Linked DNA regions of Mus musculus: region 1 is linked to region 2. The links are chromatin contacts, called in public HiChIP or PLAC-seq maps. All regions are on one chromosome and are shown on one strand. The core of a region is the stretch at or near the end of the contact, and the rest is flanking DNA. Distances in the headings are between cores, read along the strand shown.

Region 1 (5,587 bases), core at 2,173-4,672, 330 kb before region 2:
AAGACTTGATTTTTTATCCAAAACAGTAACATTTATGGATGTATGGTCTGTTCTTTTCATTTTTTTCAGATAGGGACTCCTAATAGCCCAAGTTCGCGTCAACTTTACTACATAGCCAAGGATGACTGAACTCTGTACTCTCCTCCCTCTGGCACAGTGCAGTTTGTTTAATTGGTGGTGAGTATTTTTGTTTCTTTCTTTTGAAACAGGATCTTACTATGTATCATTAACTAGCTTGGAAATGACTATGTAGACCAGGCTGGCCTCAAGCCCACAGATGTTTGTCTCCCTCTGTCCCCTGAGTGCTGGGATTGAAGGGACAAGCCACTGATTTGGTTTTTGTTATTTTTCCATTGTGTGTGCACATGCATGCACTCACAGAGAGACCAGAGGCGTCAGTCCTGTGGGTGCCCTACACTCTGGTCCTCTGCAGGTCACTGTGCTCTGAGGTCACTGAAGCAGCACTCCAGACCTTCATCTAAGACACCTCAGTACGCATCTGCTTTAAAATCTGGCGGTTAGAAACCACCTAAGATCTTTTTTAACAGGGCATGAACAATTTTCAGTTTGTCATTGAAAAGAAAACTTTTAATCTAGCCTTTGAAAGTAAAAAATGCCTTAGCAGTGTGCTTAGTGAGTAATTTTTGAGTACTGTAGTCGTGGTTTGTATTTTAAAAACTCAAGCTGGGTAGCACACTTCTAAAGTTGCTGAGACAGACTTACTCATGATACTCTTAATCCTTAACAAACCCAGAGTCCTGGACGTTGTAGGCAAAAGTGTGTCTCAGACACTCACTCACACTCTGGCTCCCAACTCCATTCTTTGTAACTAAGTTTCATTCATTCAGTTTATTATTATAACAATATACACTTTATAACTATCATGTTCAATACCACAGAGCCAGATTTTTATTTATTTATTTATTTATTTATTTATTTACTTACTTACTTACTTACTTACTTACTTACTTATTTTTTGAGACAAGGTTTCACTATGTAAACCTGGCTGGCCTCAAACTCAGAGGTCTGCTGGCCTCTGTTTCCAAAGATTCAAGTTGTGCGACACCACACTGCACTGGGTTTTTAGATACTCTTATTGATTACTGTTTGGTTTTTGGCAGGTCTCATCTGCCCAGAACCTTGTAGGTAATGGAGGATGACTCTGAACTTACACTACTCTCCTAATTGTTAAGATCACAGACATGGATGGCCACACTTTGGCTTCAGAGACAAATACAGGTCTTGTGAGTACTAGGTACTAATAACTGTCAGACTAGTAAGAGTCGCTGTGCTTCACACAGAGGGGCAAATCTAAGACATACAAGAAAGAACACAACAGGGGGATGACCCATTGGTACACCAGGCACAGGACAGTGCCAAAGGCAGGAAAATTAGCCCTACTCAGCTAGAAGAGGTGTGGTAGTCAAGTCCTGAGATGTAAATAAATAGAAGTCCAAGTCTCATCACATCACCTGGGAGCTACTCTAATGGCCTCCATATTGATTTCTGTAAACAGTCTTATGAATATTCCCAAACATGCAGCACAAATACCATTCCTTTTCAGAACTATCTGCAGAATTATCCCTGAGTTTTAGGTGACCCTTGGAAGGCCCTTCTGCTTCAAGGGTCAATGATATTTGCAGTTGCATCCTATTCTCCCCCTCCTCTCTCTCACCATCGGTCAAAGAGGATTTTTGTGAGACAACTACACCTAAGCAGTCTCCGACCTCTCATAAAAGACCCTCTGTGACCATCTGTCCCTTCTTCTGTGCCATGAAACCGCCATTTCTACAGCGTTAAACATCTAAGGGTGGAGATCCTTCCTTTCTATTACTTCCTTAGTTTACTTTATGTACCAGTACTAAAAAATTACTACCACTTTTTTGGGGAGACAGGGGGTTTCAAGTCAGAGTTTCTCTGTGTAGCCCTGGCTATCCTAGGACTTATTCTGTAGTCCAGGCTGGCCTCAAACTCAGAAATCTGCCTCTGCCTCCTGAGCACTGGGATCAAAGGCGTGCGCTGCTACACTGGGTTTAAAGAATGAGTCTATAACTCCCAACATAGTCTGCTTTATGTGTAGAGCGCATGTTCTTGGGAGTCACAATGAAAAGCCCACACTTGCCTGTCTTCTGAGGAATTTACAGTCAAGGCAAAGCAAGCTCACTCCTGTCCTCAGGTAACACTCATTAACTCAGGGTGGAGTAAAGGCGCACAAATTGAAGAAGTTAGCTTAGGCGTAGTAAGGAAAGTAGCTGGGTGGAAGAGTGCCTGCCTAGCATGCCTGGGCCAATGGTGTCTGGGAGGTGAAGTTCAAGGTCATCCTAGGCGGACTGGCAAATTGGAGGCCAGCCTGAAATATGTAAAACCCTGCCTCAAAATAAAAAAGCTGGGGCTTGGGCTGGATACATGGCTCAGCGGTTAAGAGCACTGACAGCAGCTCTTCCAGAGGTCCCGAGTTCAAATTCCAGCAACCACAAGATGGCTTACAACCATCTGTAATGGGATCTGATGCCCTCTTCTGGTGTGTCTGAAGACAGCTACATATAAATAATAAATAAAACTTAAAAATAAAAAAAGCTGGGGCTGAAAAAATGGCTCAGTGGTTAAGAGCACTGACTGCTCATCCAGAGATCCTGAGTTCAATCCACAGCAACCACATGGTGGCTCACAACCATCTGTAATGGGATCCGATGCCCTCTTCTGGCACACAGACATTCATGCAGATAGAGCACTCAGATGCTTTAAAAATAAAAAAATAAAATAAGAAAGTGGAAGGGAGCTTATGGTGAAGGAGTCTTAGATATTCATTAAAAGAATTTGAAGGGGGGCAGTGGTGGCGCACGCCTGTAATCCCAGCACTTGGGAGGCAGAGGCAGAAAGATTTCCGAGTTCGAGGCCAGCCTGGTCTACTGAGTGAGTTCCAGGACAGCCAGGGCTACACAGAAAAACCCTGTCTCAAAAAACCAAAAAAAAAAAAAAAAAAAAAAAAGTGAAATTAGTTGATGAAGCAGACTCAGTAAAACTAGATTAATTAACTGAAAGATCAAGGTTTTGTATATCGCATGTGTGTGTGGTGCATGCACACAGATGTGTGGGTGCATATGAACACATTGATGCATGTGCTCATGCACATAGGGATGCAAAACACGGGAACAGATGTCTTCTGTCACTCTCCGACACTGCACTGCGCTGAGACAAGGTCTCTCGCTTAACTGAAGCTTGCTTCTTTGGCTAGGCTGGCTGGACAGCGTGGTTTTGACTCTGTTGTCTGGGCACTCAACCCCAGGCTATGCCTGGCTCCTTACATAGGCACCGGAGTCCCCAAGCTCTCCTGCTTGCAGGGCAAGTGCTCTTACCAGTGTGCTTGTTCCCTGCCCCACCCCCAGTGTCTTGTTTTGTTATTGAGACCAAGTTAGTCTCCACCTCCTGGGCTGAAGCACACTTCCTGTTTTGGACTCTAGAGAAGCTGAGACTACAGCCCTGAAGCACCACATCTGACCAAGTTGTTGGGATTACTGTGAGATAAATCGATTATTTTTAAATGGTTCTACCTAAAAACTTAGTTCTAGATAATTAGCTGAATGTAATAAAGAAAGAATTAAGAAGCCAGATGTGGTGGCTCACACCGTGATCCTACACCTGAAGAGACTGAAGCAGGAGGATTGTTATGAATCTGAGGCCAGCCTGGGCCACACAGTAAGTTCCGGGCCAGCCTGGACTATCCAGTAAAACAAACAAAACAGCCATAAAGAATATTGAGGACTTGACCTACAGGAACTGAAGCGGTGAGGCGATAAACAGGGCAGAATGAAGAACACATCTGAGGGGAAAACCTGAAAGGTCAACAAACAGATAACAGAAGGAAAGCCAAAGAAAGACAATGGCCATGTGAGTGGGCCTGTCTTAATATTAAATTACAATTACATCTTCGTTAGATTTATAATACTTCCAAAATATTTTACATACATTTTAAAAAATCCATTCTCGACAACTAATACAGCTGACTAATTTTGCAATGAAACTTACCAAAGCAGGGTACCATCCAGTGCTCTCTGCTGTGGAGGCCACACTTACAACTTTTCCTAATAATTCGTCATTGAGACGCCTCTTATCTTCATCTTCCTCTTCGCTGCTTTCTTCTTCCTTTTCGTCTTCAGTGCTAAGAGTCAGGAGAACCTGGTCATTATCCAAATGTCCATATCCTAGTGTCCCAGACCTAGGCATGTCAGAGTGCTGTGACTTCTGCATGGTCCACTGGCCCCTATGGCTGCCTCTCCATTCTTACTGGGGCTGAGGAGATGGACAGTCTCCTGCCTCACACAAGTAACTGAACCACCTAAGTAAGCAACACTTGAGTTTGCTTCACTGGTCAGTGAATACCTGGGCTTCGGTTCCTCTGCCAGGACAGAGAAGCCTAACTTCTCTGTATCACCTCATTCACTTTTAGAAACACATTACCTGTCTGGTTTTTAATGCCAGGGGGCAAATAATGCAAGTTTAATTTTCTAGTAGGGTATGAAAATAGCTCCCAAAAAGTATATGTGGGTTTATTCAGGTATCTTCTCTGGGGTAATCATTTACTTCTAAGTGTCCATAACAAGCATTAATTATGAGTCTATGCTTTTTAAATAAAAATGAGAATGTACGCTTTTAAAATCATGGTAAATAGTAATCTGACATGCTCTTGAAGCATCCTGAATATGCTGATATCTGCCATTCACTGCACTATGCAGGGCTGTTAACTACTAATGATCTGAGGCACTTGGTCCTTTTCCTCTCACAGACCCGTTGCCTAGGAGCTACCACAGGACTCTTTACTTTCCACACTGACGACATTTCCGTATCTTTAGCTCTAACACCTACAATTGCTTATGTGAGTGTCCTGCACTGAAATATCAGCCTACTCAACTTTTTGAAAGTTACAATTATTAAAGACTATAATACTATGTTATGAGTACAAATACCATTAATGACTTATTAAATAAATGTGCTAAGCACTTGCTACACACTGGAAAACACACACAACACTAGTCCAAACTGCCAAGACACTATCAATCCCATTGTCCTCAGTTATAAACTAGTAATAGGATCCTGTAGAGTGTGTGTGTGTGTGTGTGTCTGTTTCTGTACGTACAAGCGCCAAAGCACATACATACAGGTCAAAGGACAACTTGCATGACTTGGTTCTCTTCTTCTACCATGGGAGATTCAGGAATCAAATTCAAATAGACAGGCTTGGTAACAAGTGCTGTTACCTGCAAACTGCCTTGCTGGCCTAGGAAGACTTTATTATAGCTATGACAACCAAATGTAAGTAAGAAATGAGGCTGGAGGGAAAAGTTACAAAGTCATTGTTTTGCTGTAACAGTGCTGATATATAAGAGGAGCCCCAGTGAGTAATTAAACAAGGAGGAAGGACAGCTTGAGGGGAGCCGCACCCCAGAGGGGAGAAGGGAAGGTGACTTGGAGAACTCTATGCCCAGGAACTAGGCAGGTAGAGCACTAGCCACTCACCACAGGGATGCCAGCAATGATGGGGCAAACAGATGGTGAGTATCTACTGGTGTCCTTACACTGAGAAGAGCAC
Region 2 (5,637 bases), core at 1,706-4,205:
CCTCTGTCACCTTGTGACTGACTGAAAGAGATGATCAATCATGTACAGCAGGCATTGATGAAGGATTCTTAGGGAGAACTCCAGAGAACGCGCTAAATTGAATGGAGCCTTTTGGGTTCTCATACATGGATCAGTGGATGGAGTGCTTGGATGGGATCTCCGGGGAAAGCTGGGGAGTCAGATGAGCCTGATTGGTAGTTCAGGGAGAGACACCCGGTCCTGCCCTGAAGTAAAGTGAAGAGCAATTGAGAAAGACATCTAACATCAACCTCTGTCCTATACACAGACATACCACCACCACCAACAACCACCACCACCACCAACAACAACCACCACCACCACCAACAACCACCACCACCACACATGTGCTACCATACATGAACACATAAACAAAAACAATCCAGAATGAGCACATTGATACATAGTAAAAGTAGGTTTGCGCTCATCAGGACTGAAGGGAGGCAGGTGAATAAAGAGGACTAAAGTCTCAATGGGTGTAGTGTTGTCTTGCGTAGTTATTGAATGTTTTGGAACTAGACAGTAAAGATGGTTGTACAACATTGTGACTGCACCAAATGTCACTGAATTTGTACTTCAGAGTTTTTAATGTTATGAATTTTATGCTGTATTTATTTTTTTCCAAAAGAAATGAAAATTTCTGAGATCAACTTTCAAAGAGTCGATTCGAAGCATCTGGTATGGGTCCTAGAGGCATGCGAGTGCCTGGTGATTGGTTCCAACGTCTTGGGTGCACATTTTGAGAGGCATTAACATTGTATTTACGTTCCTTCCATAGTAAACAATCCCCCCCCCCCCCCCCCGCCAGCATATGAGACTGTGTAAGGCAAGGAGAATGTGTAAGAGGCACCTCACAGTACCCTCCAGAGCTTCTGCTTCTTAGCTTGCGAAGCTGCTGAGGACTTTAAATGACATTTCTGCAGGGCCTGGTTACATAAGTGTGCTTTCGGTCTCCCCACTCAAAACTCTTCCCACGCAACACCCGACGTCACAGTTCTGTTCCCTGGTCAAGGTTAATCTCTCCCCGAGCCCTTTCTTCTCATTTGCTTTCAGCATTTTTTCCCCCTTTCTATTGCTCTTTTCTTCTCAGCCAAAAACCAGGCACACGTTTCCGCATCTTAATAATGGGTCTCGCCTGGCCTCTGGGATCGCTGAGAAAACAATTCCCTCCTGCCTTCTCCTTTCATCCTCTCCCCGTGTTAGTCATCAGGGCCACCCTTGGAGAAGTTCATCCATTTCACTGAGGGGAAAATGATACCTCTACCTCGAAGTGAGCTTCCGGTCTTCTCCCTGGCTCCTCAGACCATGCTCACTGAATCCGTGTGGAACCAAAATAGCACCTGGGTGACTGGGAACGCTCCCACAGCCGAGGAAGCTAAGGCAGCAGATTCAGGTCTAGCTAAGTTTGTAACAAACTTAGCAAGGACGTCGTCCTGACTCAGAGTTCTGCTCCATTTAGAGGCAAACTTGATCGGAAGCGACTGGAAATGTGCCCAGAAATCCTCAGAAACCCGAGGTTCAAGGCACTGTACACAGCACTACTGACCTTAGAACAGTTTGCTGAAGTCGTTTTTCTCCGTTTAAGTAGAGAGATATTTTGACATCAATAAGCAAAAAACCACAACCACAACTCAACCCAACCCAACCCAAACAACAACACCCTCCCCCTTCCAACCCCCAATCTCCTCCACCAAAACCAAGCCAGCACCAACAGCCTCATCAGGTAACTTTGACCGGACACACATTGCTGACAGGGTAGGAGGGCGAGCACTGCGTTTACAAACTTCCCCTTTCATTTTTGTTCCAGTATAAACACGTGTCGTCTCCTCTGACAAAGCATTTCAGAACATACACACAGTAAGCTATGTGTTTTCATTTTGAAATCAATTTTCTTGGATTTTTTTTTTTTTAATTGATGGTAAAATAATGACTTGACTTATTTACTCACAGGATTTGTTCCTGACTGGTGACCTACCTCCCCTAAGTGACTGAAGTGCTGTGGACATTTGCACCCTTTGGTTTAGAGGAAGGGAAAACCTAATTTACATCATCTTATTTAAACACTCTGTCCTTTCAGCTAAGCTGCACTCTGATCCAGGCCTCGTGCTAGGCTAGGTGATGGAGACTCCCGAGCTAGAACAGAGATGCCTACATAGCAGTGTTTCAGTCTCACAGTACATTACTCTGTGTGTCTAAAGGTCTCAGCACACCCAGCAGCAAAGCTCAATTCATACAGGAAGCCTAAGCCTAGTTCAATATGATAATATCCCCAAATGTAAATGGATCTCCTCTGTTGGCCAGGCCGCAGACTGTGGAGTCCCAGATGGGGTGGATGGTCCATCCCACATCAGGAGTAGCTGCAGCCCATCTCAGCCTGGGCTCATTCCTCCCTCTCCTGTCTATCACCCCCAGTCTCCCTCCTGATGTTCTAGGCTTTATCCTGCCCTCTGAACACCAGAGTTGAAGCTAAAGGAAATTCCAACTCAGAACAAAACAAAACACCGGCTGCTGCTTCTGAGATTTATGAAGAACCCCGGGTGAGAGAGCAGTAGTTGGAAGGCTCTAGACACTCGTTGAGAGGAGCCAGCACACAAAGTGTCTTCTGCCGCAGGGTTCCAAGGGAATATTTTTCTTTCTACTCACTGCAACAGCTGGTCAGGAATTTCCCTATTTGTTAGGGAAAAGGAATTTGGCAAGGAAAATCCTGCATCTCTTCCCTTCCCCCCAGCAGAAGTCAGCTGTACCTCAGGACAGGTAAAAAAGCAAAGGAGTCAGACAGTTTATTCACTTACAAATGATTCAGGGAACTGAAATTTTCTTTCTGACTTTCCTACCCCCAGGCAGGGAGTTTTGGTAGAGAAACAACCACAGAAGAGTTAACTGGCCTGGATCTCTGTGCCTCTGCTCTCCCAAGATGATCACATTCCATTCTGGAATGCAATGCTGCCGAAGGAGGCCAGATTGGTTCTGTAGGTGGTATGTGCCCCACCTACACACACCCTAGAGTTCTTAGCAAGAGCTGTTTTCCCCAAGTGTTAACTGCTCTTTCTTTCATCCAAAGAATGATTTGTTGAGTGCTCTTCATGCTGGGTATTTTGCAGGTGGCAAACCTTATATTATATAAGGAAATTATAGTGGGCAAAGACTCATAGATGCAACCTTAGTCAATGGGTAGTGCAAATGAGGGACTACGGGGAGGTAAACCAATAGAGACTCAGTATTGCAGCTGCCCCAAACCCAGGACACATAGACTGGCATAGTGGCAGCCCATGTGCTCGAGCCAAAGGATGAGCCAGAAGATCACACATGAGAGGTGAAATCCAGACAGAGGGAGCAGCATCGGCAAAATGCAGTGACAACAGCAGCTTAGCTGATAGAGAAGAATAGAGGGGAAGACAAGTCAGAGATGTGGGGCAGGGGGATGCAGTGTGAGGAGGGAGATAGGAGGAGGGAGAAAGAAAGAGAAGAGGGAGAGTAGTAAGTAATGGGGAGGGGAAGGAAAGAAGGAGAAAGAGGGAAAGAGAATGGGAGGGAGTGAGAAAGGAGGGAAGAAGAGTATGGAGAATAAGAGAGAGAGGGAAGGTAGAGGAGGACAAGAAGGACACACGAGGGAATGATCAATGTATACATGTCAACTTTACATTGCTGTGTACTAGCAGTACAATGTACAAATCCAGTAGCAACGAACATTAAAAAATTATAAAACAATTTCATTTATAACAGCATCAAGAAAGAACAAAACACTCATCAGGAGCGAATTTAACCACAGAAATTCAAGTTTAGGATGTTGAAAATAACAGGACACCATTGAAAGAATTTTCAGATATCTAAATGAAGCAGCTGGTGTTGGGGAACTGGAAGCTATAAGATGTGTTATTCAGAGACCATGTTTTAAGTCACCCCACCAACATCCCAAATTAGTTCTTTGTAGAAATTCCCAGATACACACGGAAACCCACAGGACTTAGCCAAAATGGCGTGGGAAACGAAAAATGAAGAAGACACACTTCCCAAGTTTAGAACTTAGCAAGAAGCGGCAGGAATCAAGGCACTGTGCTACGGGTAGACACATAGATCAATCAGACAGCACTGACAGGTCAGGAGGAGACAGGGCCTTTCTAATTTACAAAGGAGTTTTTCCTACAAAGGAGTTTCTGATGACAGTGCTGAGACAGACTGAAGAATAGATTTCCTGTAACAGTGCCAGCACGCCTGGGTATCCACATGCAAGAGGCTGAAACGGCTCCTCTCCTTCACATCACAATGGGGAATCATCTCAAACTATAAAGAGCCACTCTAAGTGCAATAGCCAAGACTTTCAGAAGAGAAATGCTTGACCTTGGGACAGGCAATGGCTTCTTAGCAATGACAAGAAGACAAAAACAGGAAGTTGAATGTTATCAGAACTCGGTACTTCAAATCACACACTCAAAAAGTGAAAAACAAAACAGAGAGAGAAAAATAAAAAAACCCAAAAACATTCCATAGGACAGGAGAGGATATTCTCAGATCAGAAGGCAGCCCAGAGACAAATGTAGAGCACAGATTAAATACAATTAAAGAAAAAAAAATAGATGCCTGGAGAGATGACTCAGCAGTGAAGAGCATTGGCTGCTCTTCTAGAGGTCCTGAGTTCAATTCCCAGCAACCATATGGTGGCCCACAACTGCCTGTAACAGTATCCAATGCCCTCTTCTAGTGTATCTGGAGAGAGCAAAGGTGTACTCATATACATAAAATAAATAATAAATCTTTCAAAAAAGCAAAAAAATAAGTATGCAAAGCTCACAAGCAGAAACAGACAGACTGCCCTTTGCTCTTTGCAAGAGGTAGCGCACAGTGGATCATCAACCCAAAATGTCAAGGCCTTAAGTATAAAACTCCAGAATGATAACGGAAAAGCGAGATGACCGTAGGTTCAATATCAAAGGCACAATCCGAGAAAGGAGTAGTTGATACCCTGGATCCCACAGAGATCAACACTTCTGCTCTGTAAAACACACTGTCAAAGGAGAAGACAAGCCACGGACTGGAAGAAAGTATTTACAGATGGCGTCTCCATATCTGATAAATGATTTACCCAGAATACACCAGGAACTCTCACAACAAGAAGTGAACAGCCTGGTTTTAAAAATGGGCAAAGAGCTGAGCCAGACTCCTCAGCCTGAGAAGATATAAATGGTAGATAAATGATATTTGATCTCATGCCGTTGAGGAACTGTCAATTAAAGCAACAGTGATATCACACTGAAGACTCACAATGGCCAAGATCCAAAATGACAGAAATTACCGATGAAGCCATGAAGCCCTGGGAACTCTCATGGCTGAGGGTTGGACATGAGTTGGGTGGGGTAGCGGGCTTGGGGGTTGTGGGCAGGACAGTGCAAAATCCTGCCACCACTTTGGAAGACCTTTTTAACACAGTCATATCATGCACCCAGCAAGCATAGTCCCTGATGTTCATCCAAAGGAACTGACACCATGTCTGCGTAAATACTTGAACAAAACCAGGTGGTGGTAGTGGTGCACACCCTTAGTCCCAACACTCAGGAGGCAGAGACTGTTAGATTTCTGAGGCCAGACTGGTCTACAGAGTGAGTTTAGGATAGCCAGAGCTAC

What was found. HiChIP or PLAC-seq counts read pairs in DNA pulled down with a chosen protein or histone mark.
Region 1: an H3K27ac HiChIP or PLAC-seq map of embryonic stem cells shows a contact between it and region 2, with 5 read pairs. The contact joins two enhancer-like sites.

The regions. Positions count from the first base shown.
Region 1 is chr12:71,038,411-71,043,997 of GRCm38.p6, reverse strand. It overlaps Arid4a (AT rich interactive domain 4A (RBP1-like)), which reads right to left. Exons shown (of 24, transcript NM_001081195.1): 8 at 4,027-4,159. Among named protein-coding and RNA genes, the nearest start is that of Arid4a, 25 kb to the right of the region's middle. Within about 2 kb of position 3,422, at least 73 of the 459 cell types and tissues checked have an H3K27ac peak or open chromatin away from gene starts, as enhancers often do. A contact at or near this core is called in embryonic stem cells, where this site is marked.
Region 2 is chr12:70,709,844-70,715,480 of GRCm38.p6, reverse strand. No RefSeq gene overlaps it. Among named protein-coding and RNA genes, the nearest start is that of Gm32322, 19 kb to the right of the region's middle. Within about 2 kb of position 2,955, at least 165 of the 459 cell types and tissues checked have an H3K27ac peak or open chromatin away from gene starts, as enhancers often do. A contact at or near this core is called in embryonic stem cells, where this site is marked.